Regions from separate parts of the Mus musculus genome. Here regions 1, 2, 3 and 4 are each linked to region 5. The links are chromatin contacts, called in public HiChIP or PLAC-seq and promoter capture Hi-C maps. All regions are on one chromosome and are shown on one strand. The core of a region is the stretch at or near the end of the contact, and the rest is flanking DNA. Distances in the headings are between cores, read along the strand shown. Region 1 holds the start of Klrd1 (killer cell lectin-like receptor, subfamily D, member 1). Region 2 holds the start of Clec9a (C-type lectin domain family 9, member a). Region 3 overlaps Olr1 (oxidized low density lipoprotein (lectin-like) receptor 1). Region 4 holds the start of 1700101I11Rik (RIKEN cDNA 1700101I11 gene). Region 5 holds the start of Ybx3 (Y box protein 3).

Region 1 (4,235 bases), core at 939-3,438, 1.8 Mb after region 5:
CTTCTAAAACTCTGAGGAAAAAATGAACCTCTGCATGTAGTGTTTATATAAAGTATGTCTTACGCTGCTTACATTCAATGTAATTTTAATACAGAACAAAAAAAGGGCGGGGGGACCATTTTACTCAATGAAACCATGCTGTAGAATGAGCTTCTCTGTTTTATCCTCTCTGAGTCATGAAGATTTAGAAAGAAAAATGGAACCTACCTTCCTGGAATTCTACAGTGGTGGTTGGAGAAGGTGTTGATTGAATGTTCTGTATAGTAAATGCTATAAGAAATTATTATAGACTTGCTTAGTTTGACATGTATTTATGAAATAAAATATTACACATTAGAAAAATTAAATGTTTATTATTAAATTATTTAATCACAATGTTGATTTTTTTCCTATATACTTGCTTAGGAACACTTACAATTTATCAGCAAAACTCCCAAAGTAACCATCAAGAAAAGACATTTTATTCCAAAGATGACAGACATCAGTCTCCACCGAGTGATCCTAGAAACTATAAAAAAATACCAAACACATACATTAATGACTAACAGATGAAAGTGCAGACATAGAAGATGACGTTCTTTTTTTTCCTTTTTTTTATTAGATATTTTATTCATTTACATTTCAAATGCTATCCCCTTTCCTAGTTTCCTCTCCAAAAATCCCTATACCCTTCCCCTCCCCCTGCTCCCCAACCCACCCACTCCCACTTCCTGGCCCTGGCATTACCCTATACTGGGGCATATCATCTTTGCAAGACCAAAGACCTCTCATCCCATTTATGGCCAACTAGGCTATCCTTTGCTACATATGCAGGTAGAGACACGAGCTCTGGGGTTACTGGTTAGTTCATATTGTTGTTCCTCCTATAGGGTTGCAGACCCCTTCCCATCCTTGGGTACTTTCTCTAGCTCCTTCATTGTGGATGACGTTCTTAAGAACAGAAACCATTAAGAATGAACCTGAAAACTTCTTCCTTTAGTGGTGCAGACACCTCTCTCTAGTGGAACACTGGAGAACGAAGATGTTCCTTCAGAAGACCACCCATTAGCAATCTTTTGAAGTGGTATACCTTGTTCTTTGATGAGGTTATTCATACATATTTTCTGCCTCATTAGAGTCATTTACCTCTGACTCTTTAAATCAGCAGTGAAACTTATCTCTATGGTTAGAATAGATCCACAAGCAGTCATGACGCTTGGTGGGCTTGCTTAATAATCATTTTTTTCTCTCAAGAATGTCATGAATAAAAAGTTTTGTGTTAAAGAGATGATTTTTTAAAGGGGGAGGGGCAGTAATCACAATGCTATTTTCTTAAGATATAAAGTTAGTAAGGGCCCACTCAAAACCAAACAGAATATTGTCAAGACCTAGAGTCTGTTATTTATTATATACCATCCTTGTCAGGAGAATACCATGATGGAATGGGGTCCCTTTGAACACAGACCATTTTTTGATTAGTGGTTTGTTAATGTCTGCAGGAAAATAAAAAGGAACCTTCTAGACCTGGTATGGCAGGAGGTTCCATAACAAGCATAAATTGAGGATCTGGGTTCAATTAACAGCACCTTGAATTATGACACAAAGCCAGCCTTTGAATTTCTGTTCTTAAACATTATGTTAGGTCATATTCAAAATCACTTGCCTATTGGCTAAGATATTTCGATATGAGAAGAATCTGTATTAGTAACGCAATACTGTCAAAAATAGTTCTACTGCTAACAACAGCACACAGTGTCAGTGAGCCTGAGTGATTTTGCAAGGCCACAACACAGCAAGAAAAGTTATAAAGTTTTAAGTGTCCTTTATATTTGGCCATCTTTGTCCCCATGTTAGAAATATGGTGTGTGTTGATCAATTTAATTTCTGTTTTATTCTGAATTTAACATGATGCCTAATAGACACCACTTGCTAACTCAGTTAGGAAAAGTTTACAAAAGTATGCACTTCATAAAATCATGTTCAAGTTTCAAAACACAGAATCGAGAAAACAATGAACACAGAAAGCATCAAAGCACAGAAAGTCTAAAAATATCTACTGCAGATTATATGCTTTCTGTTTTATTTTTTTAAACCCTCCTTGAAGTTAGTTAATACAAGAGGCATCCTTCCTGGTTATTATTTTATCACTACTATTACATCTGCTGACAGGGGCACACATACCTGCCATGAGAAGTGATGTTCCAAGGATGGTGCAGAGATGTGTTTGTGCTTTTTAAAGAACGGTGTGGACCACAGGGCTGAGCAGGAAGCTACGGAGGAGACAGTAAGCATTAAAAGAGGAAGAAACACTGTGTGTTGTGGCGGTGCTATTGAATCATCTGTTGGTGGGACACAGATGCACAGTGGGAATGAGCAGAAGAAAGACTGCAAGCTTTGAACAAGACCCAGGAACCACTGCACACAGGAAATTTGCTCTTTTAGTTTTGGTACAAAACACCACAGCAAAATAAGGTTGGAGGAAGATTGTTTTCAATGTGCACACATCAAAGTCGTCCCTAAAAGCAGTTTAGAAAATAATGGAGAGGTGTATAAACCATGGTAAACTCACTTGGTATCATAAAATCCCACACAGAATTACTACCTTCAAAATAAAGAAATACTTATTTATTTTGTGTTAAACAAATTTTAAATCACATATTATCTGATCGCTTAATAAAGAAAATACCAAATTTGATAGTGGGGAAACTGAGGCACAGAAGTGCTGATTTGACTAAGGTTACTTAAGCTTGATGCCCAGTCTTTTACCAAAGCATACATGGAATTTATCTCAAACCAAGCACATCCTTGGACTTGCACATTCTGGGTTGATATTTCCCATCTTTAGTACAAACTGTTGGGATATCCAATACTTGTTCTGTGTTTCTGCTCCCTGATCACTGACCCCAACCATAGTCAGCAAGACCCAGAAAGAATTCAGTATTATTGTGTTTTCTCACTTTTCTTTCTTCCCTGATCTCTCTCCCTCTCCCCACCTTCTCTCTTCCCATCTCTCTCTCCCCAACACACACTTTTAATCTTCCCATTAATTCTTTCTAAACTACTAGCTATCCTTGATTTTGCTCTCATTTTGTACACAGGTAAATGAATTGTTTACACTCCTTGCCATCCCTCCTACTCATCTCCACTCAACACACATCTCATGTTCCCCAATCATCTCTCTTGAATATCTGATAAACTCTGGACAAATACTGTATACACCCCTATATATATGACCTTTACTTTTTTTTTTCTCTTAAAACTTCTGGAAACCTTGATGTTCCAACACATGGGAGTACACAGTGCTGACAAATTATCACCAGGCTGGCCTTTAAGGAAATAAATCAGGATTTGATACAGTTCAGTAACATTGGAATTGAGATCACAGAACATAGGGTGTTGAGCATCTCATAACTCACATAATACTCAGTGGGATATTGAGCTTCACTGAATCTGTTTCAGATAATAATAAATTCTTCCAATGTTCATCTCTTCCCTCTGCTTCCCCTGCTCTTAAGTCTACTGCTCTTTGAACAAAGAGAATTTGTTCAAAGCAAGTGGTGACTTTAATAATTACATCTTTGAAAGATTGAGGAAAGATCCGAGAAAGGGAATTTAATGCCCACTGAAGATGTGAGCAATGGAGAGTTCTCTATACCTAGACATGTGCACCTAGACTGTACAACAGCTTGGTAAAAGCATCCCAATGGAGATACTTATTTTTTTTTCAGTGCTTGTAAAGACTGTGCCCTCCCATTGTGCACCAGGCTACAAAGCACACTCCATTAAGGAGGCTTCCTGAAAAGGAAGATTCTGGCCTGCCATAAAGTCACTTGTAATCATGGTGATGAAAAACCCTCATAAACTCTAGTAGGTTTTGCTTGTTAAATCCCTTACATATTACATATTTTCGTTAGGCTATGTTAGTTTTCAAATTCGATGGAGTATCATTTCTTGCCAGGAATTATGGCACATACTTGTTATCCCAGTATGTGAAAAGCACAGGTGAGAGTTCAAAGCCAGTCTCAACTAATATATATTTGTGTGTGTGTGTGTGTGTGTGTGTGTGTGTGTGTATTGAAATAGGGAAGACTAAGAAAGTTGTATAAATGTGTTTTATTGATGACTAAGGCCATTTAATTCTCACAGAAATATAGGTATCTTTCAAAATATGTTACTATCTTCTTTTGTTAATCATAAATTTATTGTCATACCCCCCTTTTTTTTTATAAAAATTTCCCTTCTCCTTGTCCACAAAC
Region 2 (4,521 bases), core at 1,561-4,060, 2.0 Mb after region 5:
AATGGCTTGGTTGCTTGTTGAGTTCTTACAGAGTTTTATCAACTTTAGGTTCAAGTATATTATTGGGTATGTGGTTTGCAAGTACTTCCTTCTCCTGTCTTGTATGTTCAGCCACTTTTATGTTAAGGTAGGTGTGTCTCATCAGCATTTACTTTTATTAATTACTTGTTAAATCTTAAATCTAAGAACTCTGTATATACTTGGAGAATGAATTTCTTCCCTTTTTTGTTGTTGTTTCTACTTTGACTTGGACATTACCTAGAGTTAGGAGTGAAGAACTAGTATCCTTTACTTTATAATATTAATAACCTGGTAGAGATAGCAATTGAAATGTAATAATCTTTTTAGAAACCTGAGACATCCTTTTCATATTTTGATGAACTTTACTGGATGAGCTCTATTTTAAGTCGTATCTGCTTTGCTATTATACTCTGGATGGCATGGGGTGCATCAGATGGTAATGGACAGAGAACATGGCATTAAGTGCATCATATGGTAATAGACATGAGAATGGAAGACTTGTGCTTGGAGTTTTACTCTAGATAAGAAGCAAACATTTTACCTTTATTGGTGTTTGAATTGTAATTAATTTTCAACAAGTTAGGAATAATGACTGAAAAATGTTGTCTCCTTGGAAACTGGAACCAAATACTTCTAAATCTCCCAAACAAAATTACTGGGTATATTATGCTACACACTGTAGCTAAAGGATGAGTTGGAAAAATGAAAATATATGGAAAGGGCACAAAGAAAACTGATCTCTTTGGAAATATGTTTATACTATAATGTTTTCAAATTAATACTTAATTGGCATATGGTGTTAAAGAAAACCCAGAAACACAAGAGGATGAGGGAAAGAGACAAGTCTGCACACACTTTGGAAATGGCTACTCAAGCTTTGCTGGCTAACATCTAGCTTGTACTTGTTAAAATCCTGTGTCCACATGTGCAGTGTGCCTGTACATATATGAATATAATTTGTAGATTATCTTTCAAAAACTATAAATAGTTTACAATCTATAAATAGATTGTTAACCTTCTGCTTTCATGGGAAACACCACATAAATACATCACTCTACAGTGATACAGTGGTTCTAGAAAAATTAATTGCATTCTTTTTACCAGACTCTTTTATCTCGCCATGTGAACTCCTTCTTAATATAAGTCTAACTGACTGTATACCATTTACGTGTGCTTACATAGATCTTAATTTATTTATTCATACATTTATACATGTGAACTTTTAAAATAATAATACAACAATTCATAACCCGTGTTGTTAACAGGTAACACTGAAGATATGCTTTTGTACTTACACTTGATGCCCAAGAAAATGGACGTTGCTAACAAGCCCATACAGACCACACAGGAAATCATCGTCACAACACACCATGCTCCTGAATGTGAAATCAGGCAATGACATGAGTTAGAGAAAGTATTTTCAAGGTGTAATAATGTCAGGATAAGTGGAAGGATTGGGCCTTCCTACTGGAGAAATGCAAAGATTTGAAACTCTAAGAAAATCTTTGCTTAAATTCTCTCAGATGAACCTTATAGCATGGGCTATATCTGACTTGGAAAATACCAAATACAATAGACTTAATAACACCTCTCTTCAATCCTAATGTACACTATTGTGATTTTAAAAATTAATTCCATCTGTCTATCTGTCTGTCTACCTATCTAGTATTTTTCAATAATCTCATTCATACCAACCAGAAAACCTTCTATTCTTAACATGAAGACTCTCTTACCTGTTTTCAGCATCTCTTGAACATGATTCATTGAAGTATTTTTAATTTTAATGAGTAATTTAGAAAAATGAACAAACATTTCCGGCTAATTATACAATTCGTCCAGGAAGAAAAGTGAGTTATTTGGCTTATTACATTATTCATACTAATAAAAAATTGTCCTTACATATTTTAATAGGCCTGATAATGTCTTGCCTGAGATGACTCTGGGTCATCCCTGAAACCTTGAAATGGTGTTTTATGTGACAAAAGATATTCTGAAGCTAATACTATATTAGAGATCTGATTTAGGAAAGTTAGCTTCACTTAGTTAATTTGTAACAAGTCGATACTAAAGACTAATTAATGAAACTACTTGGGAAAATATAATAAAATGCTTTTTAAGCCCACCTAATTATTTGTTGTATGAGGTTATGTATGACACCTAGTTGATGAATTAAAGAAGTGACAATAAAAATACACAAAAACATATATTTGCAAATCTTTTTGCACTGTAGAGTTGTAAAAATAAAAGGTAGCATAAGATGTAGAAACAATTATCAAATACTAAAAACATAACTGCATCAGCTGAAGACATTTTTTCCTAGTTTTTCAACATTTCTTACTATTTTTCAGATAATTTGCTGCCTGTTTTAAGTAAAAGCTAAAATAATTTAAGTGGTATGATTTCTTTTACTTTTTGCAAATTGAGAGAATATATCTCATTTCCTGATCTGAGTGCCCTTCACTTACTCCTCCATGCTGACGAATGTGTCAGGCACACTAGAATATGCTAAAGAGGTTATCTCAGATTAGGAGAAACACTTGGTTTTATCACAGTATACAAACAGAAAAAAATTATAGTTTTCAACTAAGCATTCTAAATTTATTACCTGAACATTTGCTAGGGGATTGGCACTTCTGAGAGGCCTCTGAGGTAGGAATGTCCCACTGAAGAGAGGTATATATTTCTTCCGCATGCATGCTGAAGGTGCTTGGAGTGGTGAAGCAGTCTACATAGGAGCCTGGCACAAAGAACTTCGGTTGTAGTTAGGAGTAGGTTGGTACAAGAAATGGAACTGGCTACTTTTTCACAGTGGTAAAATGCAACAGGGATTAAAGGATGTTCATCATCCAGAAAGTGGAACTTTTGAAGCTTATACTGAAACATAACTCAATAATGAAGAAATGAGAATTATTGAGCTCAAAATAGCTACTACCAAATTAAACTGTTGCTCTGCTTTCCACATAGTATCAGATGCTGGAGGTAAGCTGCACAGTATGGACTTCTATTTGCTATAAACTATGAAGCAAAAAGATGATGCAGCGAATAAAGATAAAGGCCATTAAATCTAGACAAATCAACTTGTACATAGCTTTTGGATTTCCAAACAAGAAAGCTTAGGAGAGATTTCATCCCTAAATTTATTTCCAATCAGTCTGCTGATTAGGGTAATACTGACTGTTATTATAAGTAAACTTCAAAATACCAGTCAACACTGGCAACATTTAGATCTCCCTCATAGTTTGTACCCAGAGATACTAGTTCTCCCAAAAGGGGCCTGGGTTTCTTTCATCTTCTGGAATATTGGAGCCATGATGGGAAAGGGAAAGAGAAGGTGAAGAACCCACACTTGCTTCTTGAAAGCCATAATCTGGGAGTGTTGGGAATCACAGCCATCTCTATCCATTGCATTTCCATATTGGACATGAAGGTTGGGTTTTCCTGGCAGCATTGTCCAGAGGTAACTTTGCTCTTGCAGGAGGAATCAATTATTTAATGGATGGATGACCAGTTTCAGCACATCCTGTGACTACAGCATTTGTACTGAGAACTCTGATCTCTTAGACACCATTTATTTCTAGGCTACTTGTCCTTATGTCCAAAGGTCATTTCTCAATTGTGTTCTTTTATTTATTTATTTATTTATTTTTAGAGTCTCACTGGATCAATCGTTCTTCATCACAAATGGCACATTCAGGAGGTGATATAAGGGAACTTACTAATAGGACTACAGTTTTGGAAAAGGTTAATAGGAAAGAAAGAAGGGGATCAATGTTGACATATGTACTACAGGGCTGCTGTCACCCTATGGCCTAAAACAGTAAGGAGAATGTTCACTGGGACTTCGTGGTCTGCCTCACTACAGCGAAGGGCTGGTATACAGATCATCAAGTTTTATCAATCTAAGACACATAAGGGATCTGAATTATACTTCTGACCATAACCCATGTGTCTCAGAGGCTCAGTTTGCCCGGAAAATGTATTCATTTGTGTTTAGCTTCCTGAGACATAAGGAGTAGCTGGTGGGGTCATTAGGGACAAATGGAAACGGACTAGCACATTCTGCCAACATTTCCTGTGGTGTTCCTGGCCTGAAAACAGAGTAACTGAACTCCAGATAACCCTCTGCATATTCTAAGCTCTACCAGATGGAGAAAAGAGGAAGAAACCACACCAACAAATAATATTGTAACTAACCTCAGGAGCCAGACTTCATGAGCTACTACTCATTTTCCAGTTTCTCTTCTCATTTTAGCAGCACTGAAACCAAAGCTTGAATAGTGTTTTCCCAGGACAATCCACTCTCAGGGAAATGTCTGCAAGGGAGCCATTGGTTTCTCCCAACAAAAAAACCCATGTGCTACATGTAGTGTTCTGCTCTTGTTTGTTTTAAATATTTACTGTTTATTATTCAATGTGTTCTTAAAAACTATTTTAAAGCCAGATCACAGTATTGCTTCCTTACTACAGTTCTGTGAAGCAGAAGGGTAAGTTGGCTCTAAG
Region 3 (4,685 bases), core at 217-2,716, 1.9 Mb after region 5:
TACAAGCAGTGGAGGTCAGCTGACTGAAGACTTAGGTAGATACTTTAGGTTGAACAAAAATAAGAGGTCTGGAAAGTGGGTGCATATAGGAATGGTTTCATTTGTCTAAAGGGATTAAGAATGTAGGGAGCAGAGAAAGACTAGATTGTGCTGACCACCTTTGTTCTATTAGAGATTGTTACTACATTTCTGCAATATTGATCTTTTCTGTAGTGGAATCAATGAGTTATGTGCTTCTAAGTACAGAGTTAGGTATGACAGAGTCTCTTTTACTACCATGTCCATTCCCACTAAGTGCTCAAATGAGGGCTCTATTCTCAGCATTAGCTATTAAGTGCCAGTCAAAAGCAAATTTGTCCAATTTCTTGCTTGTGTGGCTAACAGTTTAAATGTGCAGTTTCTTTTAATACATATATAATAATAATATAGGTGGCCATTCCTTCATTTTATAGGCAAAAATATTAAGAGCAGGATAGTTATCAATAATGATAATTTGATGTACAGTTACTCAGTTTTCAAGTCTTGACAGGTCCTGAATGGTGATGCAAGCCTTTAATCATAACTGAGGAGACAGAAGCAGGCAGATCTCTGAGTTCAAAGCCAGTGTGGTCTACATGGAGACATCTAGTCAGGGCTACATAAAGAACATAAATAAATAAATAAATAAATAAATAAATAAATAAATAAATAATATTTTCTGTATGAATAGGGTAATTTCAATTTGCAAAAGTAAACAGAATTTTTCAGAAAAAATTGACTTTGACTAGTATTAAACATATATTTAAATTCGCTAGGGAGGAAGTTTTCAATAAATTAAAAGGACCCAACACTTCAAATCAATTGTTAAGGGAAGGAAGCTTAAATATCAAAGATGGGTATGTTCATATACACAGGCAGCCAAAATACAAACTAGTGGTTTGTTTCACAGATGTAGTAGTGAAACAGTTTACATTTATCATCTGTAGATTGTGTGAGATTCAATCTGTGTTAGGGCCATGAGGAACCCTCTCTCAGAGATGCCAGAGATGAACTGTAGATCAGACATGGAATGCACATGTCTCTTTCTGGCAGATATAGTAGGTCTTGTTTTTCATTCCTTCTGATTCTAGATATAGCCAATTACTAGACACCACAGGTGAAAGCTTTGTTCACATGGCTTCAAAACAGTCTCATAAAAATATCATAATACTGAAATAGCATGTGTAAATATGAAGCTAATTTTCTCAAATTTGAGGAAGGTTTTATCTATCCTACTAACACATCTCGTATGATTTACTTGGAAGCTGAGGTGATGTAGGACTTCCAAAGGAATAGATTTTCATAATTAGCATTTAAATTAGTGATTCTTCTCAATCATTATCTCTACAAATAGCTTGATGAAAATGGTTGTAGGCTGCCAGATCCTGAACCTCTAGCAAGTCTAGAGCCCATAGACTACTTCCTCAATTAGTTCATCCACAAAGACATTTGAGAGGAAGTGTGCTCAGTGACTGTATTAGGTTCTGAAGAGGGACAGAAGCAACAGGATGACTATATATTTAAAGGGCATTTATTGGGCTGGTTTACATAGTATGTTTGGAGTGTCCCACAATGTTTATCTTGCACTGGATGAGTGGAGATCTATTTGGCAGTTGATCAACTAGAGAGCTTGGTTGTCTTAGCAACATCAATGTCTTCTGGCACTTCAGCCATCACAGGCATGTCCCGCACCCTGGCCTTTATTCCGTTCCAGATCTAAATAAGTTGACAACCTATGTTTATCAAAGACATCAAATACACACTCAACATTAGGTTCATTTTCCTGACTTCTTGATCTGTCAAATGAATAAGATTGGTGAAGTTTATCTCTGAGGTTTACAATGATTAAATGAGTTCACATCTGCAGAGTAACAGTTGTGCAATTGACAAATAATATTTGTACTCATTAACTTTTGTATGTAGTAGTAGGTATTGCTATAAGCTATATTATACTTTACACACACACACACACACACACACACACACACACACACAAAGAAATGTAGTTGATTTTAACACAGTATATACAGGCATGCCTTTCTCACGTTGCCATAAAATAGGCAAAGTGTCTAGACCATTTCTTTAGTCAAAAAACAAAACAAAACAAAAAAACCAAAAAACAAAAACCCTGATTTGTTTACATATACATACTAGGATGGGGGTAAGCAAATTAGAAGGAAAGTTCACATTTAGTTTCTGCTTTCATTATTCTAGAAACTTCCTACCTTAACGCTTAGGTACAAGTTTCCATTTTCTGTAGTTTTGTATGATATTCTTTCATTTATTTTAGATAGACTTTCACTCTGTACCTCAGGTTGGCCTGGAAATCATTATTTACACCAGATTGGCCTTGAACTCATGGAAATCCTCCTGCCTTCGTCTCTTGAGTTCTGAGATTGCAGGCAAGAGCTAAAATATTAGGCTTACATTTCTGTTTCTGGAGAAGCTTGCTTCTCTAAAATTGCTACAATGAAAATTGAACATTGTAATGTAACTCTTCTTAAGCACGTTTCCCCACTTTGCTCACACTGTAGAGGAGTCCCAGAGAGAACTCAAGGGAAAGATAGACACCATCACCCGGAAGCTGGACGAGAAATCCAAAGAGCAGGAGGAGCTTCTGCAGATGATTCAGAACCTCCAAGAAGCCCTGCAGAGAGCTGCAAACTCTTCAGGTACAGGGGAGGACTGGTGGGTGTTCAGCCCAGGCTCAATTAGGTTTAACAAATCCACTGCCCCACACATATGCCAAGCATTCAGAGTGCCATACACAGTCTCTCTTGAGTGCCTTTTCCACCCTAGCCCATGGGAGGCCTGCTAATCATCGGAATTGTTGGGGCTCTGCTTCTCGTGGGCATAAAGTTTTCTCCCTCCTTTCTTTCAAATTCTAGCTTTGAGGTTTGGACTGAAGTACTATCTTGTTCTATTGTCACCTCTTGCCACAGATACGTTATTGTATCCTTCCAAAAGCATCTTGGTCACTTGCCTCCCTTTCCTTGGGGCCTTCGTGTCATTGCAGTTCTTTAACTCAGCTCCTGTGTTAGCTTCATTCTGACCCTGTTTCCTAAGTGGGTACTACATCTGTCTAAGTACAACAGTGGAGGTCAGCTGCCTTTGTAAGAAGTGCTTAAATGAAGGCTCCATTCTCAGGATTGACAGTTAAGTGTCGGTCAAAAGCAAATTTCTTCAATGTCTTGTTTATGTTGCTAACAGTTTAATGTACAGTATCCTTGAATACAGATTATATAATAATTGTATTGAGAGTAGGATAGAGTTATCAATAATGAAGATGAGTGGTCTGATGTAAAATTTCTCAGTTCATAAATCTTTTTGGGCTAAGCATGGTTGAACACACCTTTAATCCTAAGAGGAGAGACAGAAGCAGGCAGATGTCTGAGTGCAAGGCCAGCCTTGTTTACACAGCAAGTTCTATCCAATGCTACAAGGAGAAAAAGAACAGAGAGACGGGAGAGAGAGAAGGAGGGGAAGAGGGAGGGAGGGCGGGAGAGAGGGAAGGAGGGAGAGAGGGAAGGAGGGAGGGAGGGAGGGAGGGAGGAGACTTTCATAATGAAAGGTGTAATTTAGATTTAGAAAACTAAACAGAAGGTTTTAGACAAATTGACCTTTGAATAGTGTCAAACATATATTTAATTTCTCTAGAGAGAAACTTTTCAATAAATCAAGGGGACTCAACTCTTCAAACCAGTTTTTAAGGGAAGGAGGCTTAAATATCAAGGATGGGGGTGTTTACATGCTGAGACAACCAAAATCTCAACCAATGGTTTGTTTCCCAGATGCAGCAGTGAAACAGTTTACATTTATCAGCTGTAGATTGTGTGGGAGTCAATCTGTGTCAGGACCATGGAGAACCCTCCCTTAGAGATGCCAGAGATGAACTGTAGATCAGACACAGAACTCACATGATTCATTCTGGCAGATATTCTAGGTTTTGTGTTCCATTCCTTCTAATGCTAGATGTAGCCAATTAGTAGAGACACCAGATGCATTCTTTGATCACATGGCTTCAGAAAAAGTCTAATAAAAATATCATAATACTGAAATCCCATGTAGAAAAAAATGCAGCTAGTTTTCTCAAATTTGAGGGAGTTTTAGCTGTCCTACTAACAGATCTGGTATAATTTACTTAGAAATTAAGAAGATTCGAGGTCATCAGAAGAACAGTGTTTATACTCAGCATCAGAACTGGTGCTGCTTCTAAACTTTTCCTATGAAAATAGTCTGATGATAATGCCAGGTTCCCTATAGGTCCCCAAATCATGAGTGTCAAGCATGTTCTGAATCTGCGTGTCTAGATCCCACAGAGGGGTATTTCCTCAATTAGTTCGCCCTCAAAGCCATTTGAGAGGAAGTGTGCTGTAGTGAACGTAATAGAATCTAAAGAGGAACAGAAGCAGCAGAAAGACTATGTATTAAAAGGGGTTTTACTTTAGTGGTTTACGTAATATGTCTGGAACACCCAACAAGGGATATCTCACACTGGATGGGTGGAGAATTTGGCAGTTGAATAGTTGTTAAGACTGGGAGTCTCACCTGTCATTACCTGGCACTGAAAATCTGAAATATCTCAGAAGAACTACTTATCTTCAGTCTATTTTAGAGGTCAGAAGAAACCGATTCTAATATCAATAAAGGACTGCAGCCATGGGGTT
Region 4 (4,473 bases), core at 726-3,225, 1.9 Mb after region 5:
ATTTCTGTTAAAGTTCTGAATAATGGGGGTAGGTGTTCACTTAAGTTTCCTGGCTGGCACCAACTACCACCTGAACTCCAGATGGCAGCAGGTGTTAACCTACTTCTAGGGCTCAACCTTACAAGGCGTTCATCTAACTGTACTACAAACTGGAAAACAAAAACAAAAACAAAACTCTGGAAGCCCAAGGGCTCTGGAAGCCCTGAAGCATGACAGCCAGGGCTGGAATTCTCCTCCACCAGTCAGCAATGTCAAACCTGTGGGTGGTGACTTCACTGCCCTGTGCTTCAGAGCATGTCTCTAGCACAGGGATTTTAATGCTGTGACGAGAGTCGGTGAGTACACAGACAAGGCATTCAGAGTGCTGCCAGCTGTGTGGTCCATGTGTAATTTTAAAATATTAAGTGGGGCTGACAAACTGAGAGAAATTTTGAAAGCAATCCTCCACAGTCCTGAGCTCAAGGAAATAACATGTGAAGGACTGTGTAGTAGGAAGGCATGACTGGAGTGTGCCCAGCCGTTCTGGAAGAGCCATGTATATGTAATTTCTGGAGAATGGTGGAATAGTTAGCTCTCTTCTTCCTCATAGAAAATGGGGCTGAGGGTAGAAAATGGGGCTGAGGGTAGAAAATGGGGCTGAGGGCTTTCTCTTGCTGGACCTCCGTTTCTTCTGGTAGCCCTGGCTGAGATAAAGAATAAGGAAGAAGTCCCTCCCCCCTATTACTTATGCATCAAAAAAAAAAATTATCAGGTTAGCACAGCTCTTTTACCCTTCAAAGTTAGAGGAACGCCAACCTAATATAACATCATTGCCTGTACAAATAAAGAGAACGATTTTTTAAAGTCCCTGGTCCTCTATCCACCATATTTAAAAGCGATGTCATCCTTTGCTTCCAATTCTGCTGCGCAGCCTTCAAAAGAGGAGGAAAAAAAAAAAGGCAAGTGGGCGGGGGAGGGGGTAAAGTGGAAAACACCCGGATGCTGAAGACTCCCTTAGTATTTTTCTCCCCACTGCATGAACTAGGTATTAGCTGCTTAAATCGGGGTATAATTAATGGAGGAAACGGTTCTCAGTACTGGTTCTTGAGATCCAAGAGCCCACCCACCTATCACAGTGCAGAGCACGGACCTTCTTTTTCCACACATGGCCCAGGAGACAATAATGAGGTGGAGGCAGGCATGACCTTGTTTGAGGGCCCGCCTGGTGAAGCCCCTCACCCCACCCCACCCCCAATTCTAAAAAAAAAAAAAAAAAAAAAACGCAGGTCAGAATCTAGGGGCTTCTCGAGTTTTTCCTCCTACGCTCAAGGAAATGGGAAGGAGACTCGTTTTCATGGAGAACCAATTGAGCAGACATGGATGGGCACAAGGCTCATCTCACCTGCTGCTACAGGGTTGGGACGCGTTTTTCTATAGCATATCCTATCTGCGGCCCCCAACCAGTCGCCCCCGCACACACAGGCCTCGCCACGCGCACATCCCAACCTCCATGGGTGCTGAATCCTGCTGACTCACCCACCACGCGCACGCTGCGCTTTCGAGATGCCAAAAGTGGCTACAGGCCCTGGGGATACAAGCTTGTCAAAGCCGGTCAAGAATACTTGATTCCGATGACCCTCCTGTGCCAGGGCCACCCGCCATCGCCAGGCTACCTCGGTAGCTCCAGGGCAACCAGCTCCCAAACTCCTCAAGCTTGCCTTCTCCCTCCCCGCCCCCACTCACCGGCACCCGGTCCGGGTATTTCTTCCTAATCTTTTCACCTTCCTTTTTCCGATACTCGAAGGGGTGGTCCTCCTTATACTGGAACTTCATGATGGACCTCAGGATGTAGGGGCTCCCCGGACGGGGCCTGCTGCGCGCGCTGATGACTGCGTCTCGCGTCTGGCCACCCCCAGTCAATGTCAGCCTTATCACAATCGCTCCACCCGCGTCAGCTCCCACGCGCCAGTCGCCGCACTACGTGGCTAAACGTCCAGAGAAGGACCTGGAGATCTCGCGGCCTGAAGGTAAAGGACCACCAGGTAAAGAAATAGGGTGGCTTTTCCCAAGAGCTGGAAACACAAAAACACCAGGGCGGTGCTGTGACATCACGACGCCCCACCCCCGCTCCGCCCCCGGCGCTAAGGACCTGCTGGATCCGGGTGGACAGAAGCTTTGTTTATTTGTGTATCTTCTTTTCACCCAAGCTTTTCCTAAACCACTCCATCGAAACGCAAAAATCATGTAGTCGGGTTTTTATTTTTGAGGATTGATATTAAAGGTAATTTGTTAATTCAAAGAATGCTCTAACAAATGTCGTCTTCCCTCCCCTTCAAGTTTCTTGTTTGATGCCCAAAACAAACACAGAGGAAGAAAATCCAGCTGTTTCCAGAGCAATGGAATCAGGAGTCTGGAGTTGGAAAAGTGCCAGGCGTCACGAGATTTGTAGCCCGGGCTGAAATGTCCTGTGCTTGCATTTTGACCTTTGCCTGGCACCCACGACTGGCCTGCCTTCTCTGCCCCAACTCCTCCTTCTGACTGGTGTCCTTATGTTTGGATCTGTGCTAGAATTGGTTCTGAGACAACATAAACAGAGCATGACTCATGGATTTGAAGAAGTGTAAGGGTGAAGAACATGAAGTCATCAAGGTTAGAAGAAGCGATGCCAGCGATGAACACCAGGCTTCACTCACGTTCAAGGAGAGATGAATCCATTCATTTTATAAGGTTCACCCAGAAGCATGGTTGTTGAGTTCTTGAAAATACAGAGGTCAAATCATTTAGGTGTCTATGTTTCCCCAACAATACTTTGCTCTGGGGTGGGTATCACCTGTAGGGTAGTTGTCCTGATGAAAAGGCCTTATTGGGCACCAAAAGCTCTGACTGGCATGCTGGTGGAAGACCCTCAATAGTATAGAGAGAGTCAGCCCAGGCCCCTCTGACATACCGGGTTTCCATCTTAAGACTCTTTGGATGCGGGGTCACCCTTCTGATTCTACTGGCAGTAACTCCAGACCTATATCTTGGGAACATCGGAGATAAAGTTCAAGGATGCTTTGTGCTGTGAAAATAAAATGACTACTAAGTGGTACCAGGCAAGCAGCCCTGTTGCCTGATTTTATGTACATGACTTAGTGATATGGTTATAAAATATGGGCAAAATAAAGTGAACTGAATTTAACTGGCAAAACAAGAACATGAAATACATAGCCCACTTCTTGGTTTTCTCCTGGTAATCTTTCTTACATATGAAGACAAATGAATTGGTATATAATATTGTTGTATTTATTTATTGTTGTTTTTATTTTCAAATTAAAAATAGTTTAATACCCAGCTACTCATTTTACCCTTGACCCAAATACAATTAAGTCTTTCAGAAGAAATTTTACAACCAGTTGAGACAGATCTGGGATGAAAATGGTAATAGTGTTGTTTTCTGAGTAACCTTCAGGTTTGTTTTTTTGTTGTTGTTGTTTTGTTTTTTTTTTTTATAGATGTACAGTCTCAGCTAGTTGAAGGGCAGTTCTTCAGTCCACTGAAAATGTATGCAGTACATGAAAATTTAAAGATGAAATGTTGGTTAATCAGCTCTTAGGATTTTTAAAATGCTAGTCGTTTACATTAGAATGCAAAATGTATTGGGAGCTGGAGAATGGTTCAGTGGTTAAGAACACTGACTGCTCTACTAGAGGACCAGGGTTTGATTTCCAACTCCCACATGACAGCTCAGGAGTATCTGTAACTCCAGTTTCAGGGGACCTAATACCCTCTCTGACCTCTACTACGTTACTGCATGTCCGTGGTGCACATACATACATATAGGCAGAACCCCCACACAAATAAAATAAAAATAAGTCATATTAAAATACAAAATGTATCTATTTTCACAATTTTACTATTGATTCTCAGAAGGTTCTTTAAAATGTTGTACACAGGTACATTTATAAACTAACAATCAGATAAAAAAAAAAACCTTTTAAGTTGCTTTCTTCAACCATACAAAGGGCAGTTTTAAAAGGACCACATTTTCTCATATAGCCACATCAAATGTTTCTTGTACTGTTGTAATTTTTAAGATTGGATCTCTTTGGTTTTTTTATGCATATCAGTAATGGAGAAGATTTCAGAGTAGTACAAGACAAGCAATATGCCCCTGCTCCAGGTGTCTTCTTCCTTCTGGGAAGTAAACTGCACTTTACCTCTGCCGTCATGTCAACCACCACAATGCATCTTAAAATTATCAGTACCTCCCCAATTAGGTAATTCTTCCTAGAGTTTATACCCAGTGTTCTATGCCTCTTAAAACACAGCTCATCATTTTCCCCAGTCATTAGGATTTGGAACTGAATATGAAGTTGTTTTGTTTCTTCTATTTATTTATTTATTTATTTTTTTTTTTTTTTTTTTTTTTTTTTTTTTTTTTGAGACAGGGTTTCTCTGTGTAGTCCTGGCTGTCCTGGAACTCACTTTGTAGACCAGGCTGGCCTCGAACTC
Region 5 (4,393 bases), core at 1,518-4,017:
ACCAACCAACAAACAAGCAAAACCATCTTGATGGGGCTGGAGAGAAGGGTCATCTATTAAGGGTTCTTGCTTCACTTGCAGATGGCCAAGGTCTAGTTCCCAGAATCCACATGGTAACTCACCACCTCTGTATCTCCAGTTATAGAGGATCCTGTGCATTTTTCTCGTTTCCGTGGGCATCAGACACATATGTAGAGCATTTGAAAGCAAACACTCATACACATAAAATAGAATACATTTTTTGAAGCCTTTATATTAGATCACTTTAATGAGTTCAACTGCCCTCATTTTTTTTTTTTTTCCCTTGAACACAATTCTGACTGGTAAGCAGTAATGATCACCATTCTGTTAGGATAAGAAAAGCAATGGCCAACCCTCACCAGCATAAAGCACAACTTATAATTTAACTATAAAACCATTAGCATGGGGCTTTCCCAAGCAACACCTATATTTTACATTTAAGAACAACTTCTTAAATGTTATTCACATTTCATATTCATATTTTCATTTGATTTCAGTATGGAACATGCAGTGATACTATTTAAAAACTGAGAACTTACAATTAAACTTTTTAAAAAATTTAAAGATTACTTATTTATTTTGGTCTATATTTTTTGGCAGGGGGGGTGAGATTTAGTTATGTAGCTCAGGATGGCCTTGAATTTATGATCTTCCTTCTAATCTCCAAGTACTGGTATTTCAAGGCTAAGATACCCCAACCCTGTCCAGAATTTACATTTATTTGCTTTTTAACATTTTCATTATTTGTAGGTCTGTGTGTGTGTCGGTAAGTATGGGTGACATGTTTGTCACAGCACAAGTATGGAAGCTAGAGGACCGATTTCTGCAGTCCATTCTTCCCTGTACCTGGTGGGTTCTGGGAATTGAATTCAGGTCATCAGGTGGGGCAACAGGTACCTTTACCTGCTAAGCCATCTCACCTGCCCAACATTTGTTTCTTAAAAATTGTATGTGTCATGGATGCACTACACTGATAACAACTTCATTGGTAAGTACATGGCTGTGGAATAATCTGGTCTGTGTTGTTTTCATTTTGCAAACATTTACTGTGTGCACATTGTAGGCTTGGGATTGTGTTAACCAGTGGAAATGCCAAAACTTGAGTTGCACATGAGAACTACCATCTTGATGGCAGATGGTAACTTGATCAACAATTTCCAGGGGGTAGCGGGTGAAAGGAGGGTAAATATGTGGGGAAAGAGGGGATTTTAAAAGAACACTTTCATTGGACCAGACACTGAAAACATGTATAACTTAGCCTCTTTTCACAGCCCCTTTGGGACACTATTTTGAGCTGCAGGGGCAAAATGGCCCTATATTCCAGATAGTCTTTGGTACAGGTCTCAGTTCTTTGGTCAAGTGTTAAGCTTCACTCTGTAAAGGGTAATGTGGACTCCTCTGCTGGGAGTGTTTAGAGGTCATCTGCATGTTGTAGGTCTCATCCTAGCGACCAGGAGGACTCTTGTTCCCTTGTCCTTAAAAATGTTCTTAAGCTTGGCAGAGCAGCACACAACTTTAATCTAATCTCAGCCCCAGGAGGAGAGGAGGGCAGAGATGCAGGAGGATCTCTCAGAGGTTAGTATGGCCTGCAGAGCCGGGTTCAAAGACAGCCAGGGCTAACACAGAGAAACCTGTCTCAAACATACATTTTTCGTTTGTTTGTTTTTTGGTTTTACATTTATGGGGGTGGTGGGACCGCATGCTGCTGCCACGGCACATGTATGGAGGTCAGGACAACTTGGAGTTGATTATCTTCTTCCATCTGGTAGGTCCAGGGAAGAAACTCAGGTGGTCAGGTTTGGAGGCAAGCCTTTACCTGCTGAGGCATCTTGCAGGCCTTACTCTGAGTTGCTCAAGCTTTCCCCAGTTTAGTGCTAATTATAGCCAACTCGAGCAAAAGGTATCATGTGGATTTATTCCACTCTTTCAACGTAGGTTATTAAATACATATTAACAGCTTATTATCTGTTGCCTCTGACAGGTGTAAACCCTGCATTTGCAGTCATTCTGGAAGATCTAGATTTTAATTTTCTCACTTGTGGAGTCGCTAAACGAGGCCTTTTGATTTTATAAGAGTAATTGTTTTGTTTTGTTGGGGAGTAGGGGCGGTATTCCGGCGCACGCACATGGCTGTTTGGAGAGAATCTCTTGCAGCCTTCAAACTTCTTTTGCTCATGATGACCTTGAACTGACCCATGCGAGCACTGGATCCTCTAAGCTACATCTCCAACCCCTTGTCTGTTTTTTTTTTTTGTGTGTGTGTGTGTGTTACTACTTGGAAGGAGGGATAGTTGAAAGACAGCCTCAGTAGCCCAAGCTAGGCTACTCTCAATGACATTCCAGCCTCAGCCTCTTGTGTACTAGGAATACTGGAGCGGGCTAACCACAGCTCCCAGGTTACTCTAGTTCCTATCTCAGCGCCCAGAATACTTTCTGGTATCTGCTGGATGTGCAAATGTAAAGGAGGTTTTTTTTTTTGTTTTTGTTTTTGTTTTATTAAGGCGCTGTGGGCCCACTCCACCTCTCAGGAAGCAGGCTCAGGTGAAAGACGTCTTGGGGAGGGTATGTCTCCTCTGCTCCGCGGCGACCTCGCCCGGGTGCCCGCATCCCCGGACTAACCAGCTCCGGGAGCCTTGCCGAGTAGCGCGGGCGCCTTTAAATGCTAATAAGCAGCTACGGCGGCTTTCCCCACCCTCTCTCTCCCCGCCCCGCGTCCGCCTGCCCGCCCGCCGCCCGCGAGCACTTGCGCGGGGCCATCTTCGGGGCCGGGAGATCCAGCGAGACCGCGAGCGCGCGCGTCCCCAGCCCTCGAGCCGCCGCCCGCCGCCGCGCCGCGCGATCCGCACCGGCCTCCCCGAGAGCGAGCCGGACGCCGCGACTGCCACCGCGCTAACCGCCGCCAACCGCCACCGAGGTGCCCGGAGAGAGCGGAGAGGCGGCATGAGCGAGGCGGGCGAGGCCACCACCGGCGGCACCACGCTCCCGCAGGCCGCGGCCGACGCGCCCGCCGCGGCGCCCCCGGACCCCGCGCCTAAGAGCCCGGCGGCCAGCGGCGCGCCCCAGGCCCCGGCGCCCGCCGCGCTGCTCGCGGGGAGCCCCGGCGGAGACGCAGCCCCCGGGCCCGCCCCGGCCTCATCAGCCCCCGCGGGCGGCGAGGACGCGGAGAAGAAAGTTCTCGGTGAGTCCCTGCCTGCAGCCCGGGAGAGACGGCGGGCGAGGATGGACGTGGATGCAGGGCGGGCTGGGACACGTGGGCCAGCTCTGGGGAGTCTTGGCTGTGGGTCGGGAAAGCAGCACGTTTCCTCGGTGGGGAGGAGGGGACACTAGGAAGGCACGAGAGGGGTGACTTGGGAAGATTTTATTGTGTGGTGTATTTTTTTTTTTTACCCCCTAGGCCTGGGAGGGTCAGGTGTCTGTCTCTGACACCCTTCCCTCGTGGGCTTGGGACAGCCGCCATGCTCCTGCGGGCCACATGCCGGCACAGGGATGTTGCAACGCCCCGGGAAACTTGGGGCGGGCACTCGCCTCCCCTTACTGTGCCCACAGATGCAAAGAGCCTCCAGTACCTTCCAATTGCTGCACCATCCCCTCTCCCGCACCGTGGGAACACACGTGGTGTGACGGCCGGGAAAACTTAGTCGGAAGTGGAGTAGGACGAGTGTCCAAAACACTTACGACTTGTTACTGGAGGGAAAGGGAAGGTGGGGACTGGAGATTTCGCGGGGCGCGGGGCAGAGGTTTTATAACTGTGGCTGTTGTATTTTGTCGCACATTTGGGTGTCCTCATCTTCCTTAAGGAACGCCCGGTGTGAGGCCTTCCACAAGCTTGCCTAGCAGGTGGGTGGTGGATAAGCTCCCCGGAGGGTGTGTGCGTGCGCATGTGGTTTGCTATCCGAAACAGGAAAGTTAACAGATGGTGTAGGATGCTTCAGAAATGTTCACTGTTTCTGGGTGGGGCCGATTGGGCTCGCCTGCTCTCTGAGCTTCCTCCCCATTCTAGCGAGAAAGCTGAAGGAATAATTGTGGAAGAAATAGAACACCATTCGGTGTTCCCCACCCCTGACAGTTCTCTGGTTCTTGTTTTCCCAAGGCTTTAAAAACTTGGTTCCTGCCAATTTTTTTTTTCCCCACTCTCACTAAAAAGTTCCTTAAAGGTCTTGTGGGTGTTACATTGTGGCACTTTCTACCAAGATGCTCCTTGGACCATTTCCACACAAAATGAAAGATAGAACCCTGTGTTGCTAGCCGAAGCAGGTTCTTAATGATACCTTACTAAGGGCAGATGGAATCCTACAGGTTTTTACTTGATCCTTGCACTTTTGAGATAAGAAAAGTAGATAATATCTTTGGAGATTGGGGGTGGGAGGTGGGT

The links. Promoter capture Hi-C pulls out the DNA fragments that hold promoters and counts their contacts. HiChIP or PLAC-seq counts read pairs in DNA pulled down with a chosen protein or histone mark.
Region 1: a contact with region 5 is called in an H3K4me3 HiChIP or PLAC-seq map of pro-B cells, with 24 times the contacts expected there. The contact joins the promoter of Klrd1 here to the promoter of Ybx3 in region 5. A contact is called at or near these places in 13 of 39 promoter capture datasets (the 3T3-L1 cell line, the C10 cell line, the HPC-7 cell line and 10 more), 1 of 15 datasets of contacts at CTCF or cohesin (the NIH/3T3 cell line), 1 of 484 Hi-C or Micro-C datasets (conventional dendritic cells), 4 of 115 datasets of contacts at active chromatin or transcription factors (astrocytes, large pre-B cells, pro-B cells and 1 more) and 2 of 9 other capture datasets (adipose tissue and macrophages).
Region 2: a promoter capture Hi-C map of pre-B cells shows a contact between it and region 5, with 5 times the contacts expected there. The contact joins the promoter of Clec9a here to the promoter of Ybx3 in region 5. A contact is called at or near these places in 13 of 39 promoter capture datasets (the 3T3-L1 cell line, the C10 cell line, the HPC-7 cell line and 8 more), 2 of 484 Hi-C or Micro-C datasets (B cells and embryonic fibroblasts), 3 of 115 datasets of contacts at active chromatin or transcription factors (large pre-B cells, pro-B cells and stem cell-derived neural progenitor cells) and 2 of 9 other capture datasets (liver and macrophages).
Region 3: a promoter capture Hi-C map of the HPC-7 cell line shows a contact between it and region 5. The contact joins the enhancer-like site here to the promoter of Ybx3 in region 5. A contact is called at or near these places in 10 of 39 promoter capture datasets (the C10 cell line, the HPC-7 cell line, cranial neural crest and 7 more), 5 of 115 datasets of contacts at active chromatin or transcription factors (astrocytes, embryonic stem cells, large pre-B cells and 1 more) and 3 of 9 other capture datasets (adipose tissue, liver and macrophages).
Region 4: a contact with region 5 is called in a promoter capture Hi-C map of liver, with 11 times the contacts expected there. The contact joins the promoter of 1700101I11Rik here to the promoter of Ybx3 in region 5. A contact is called at or near these places in 25 of 39 promoter capture datasets (the 3T3-L1 cell line, 3T3-L1-derived adipocytes, the C10 cell line and 16 more), 4 of 484 Hi-C or Micro-C datasets (the G1E-ER4 cell line, nephron progenitors and rod photoreceptor), 22 of 115 datasets of contacts at active chromatin or transcription factors (the 230-238 cell line, the NIH/3T3 cell line, SST interneurons and 16 more) and 3 of 9 other capture datasets (adipose tissue, embryonic stem cells and pancreatic islet).

The regions. Positions count from the first base shown.
Region 1 is chr6:129,589,763-129,593,997 of GRCm38.p6, reverse strand. It overlaps Klrd1 (killer cell lectin-like receptor, subfamily D, member 1), which reads right to left and starts at 2,188. Exons shown (of 6, transcript NM_010654.4): 1 at 2,161-2,188; 2 at 416-508; 3 at 208-270. The coding sequence starts at 2,167.
Region 2 is chr6:129,407,151-129,411,671 of GRCm38.p6, reverse strand. Clec9a (C-type lectin domain family 9, member a) reads right to left here and starts at 2,810. Exons shown (of 7, transcript NM_001205363.1): 1 at 2,627-2,810; 2 at 1,317-1,397. The coding sequence starts at 2,717. It also overlaps a transcript of Clec12b not described here.
Region 3 is chr6:129,494,817-129,499,501 of GRCm38.p6, reverse strand. Olr1 (oxidized low density lipoprotein (lectin-like) receptor 1) reads left to right here. Exons shown (of 8, transcript NM_138648.2): 4 at 2,553-2,690. All of the region lies in intron 3 of Gm45969 (a long non-coding RNA gene), which reads right to left. Among named protein-coding and RNA genes, the nearest start is that of Olr1, 10 kb to the left of the region's middle. Within about 2 kb of position 1,466, at least 13 of the 459 cell types and tissues checked have an H3K27ac peak or open chromatin away from gene starts, as enhancers often do. A contact at or near this core is called in the HPC-7 cell line, where this site is marked.
Region 4 is chr6:129,530,786-129,535,258 of GRCm38.p6, reverse strand. It overlaps 1700101I11Rik (RIKEN cDNA 1700101I11 gene), which reads left to right and starts at 1,975. Exons shown (of 2, transcript NR_045270.2): 1 at 1,975-2,021; 2 at 2,317-3,312. It overlaps Gabarapl1 (gamma-aminobutyric acid (GABA) A receptor-associated protein-like 1), which reads right to left and starts at 2,067. Exons shown (of 4, transcript NM_020590.4): 1 at 1,723-2,067. The coding sequence starts at 1,812.
Region 5 is chr6:131,386,824-131,391,216 of GRCm38.p6, reverse strand. It overlaps Ybx3 (Y box protein 3), which reads left to right and starts at 2,767. Exons shown (of 10, transcript NM_139117.2): 1 at 2,767-3,199. The coding sequence starts at 2,962.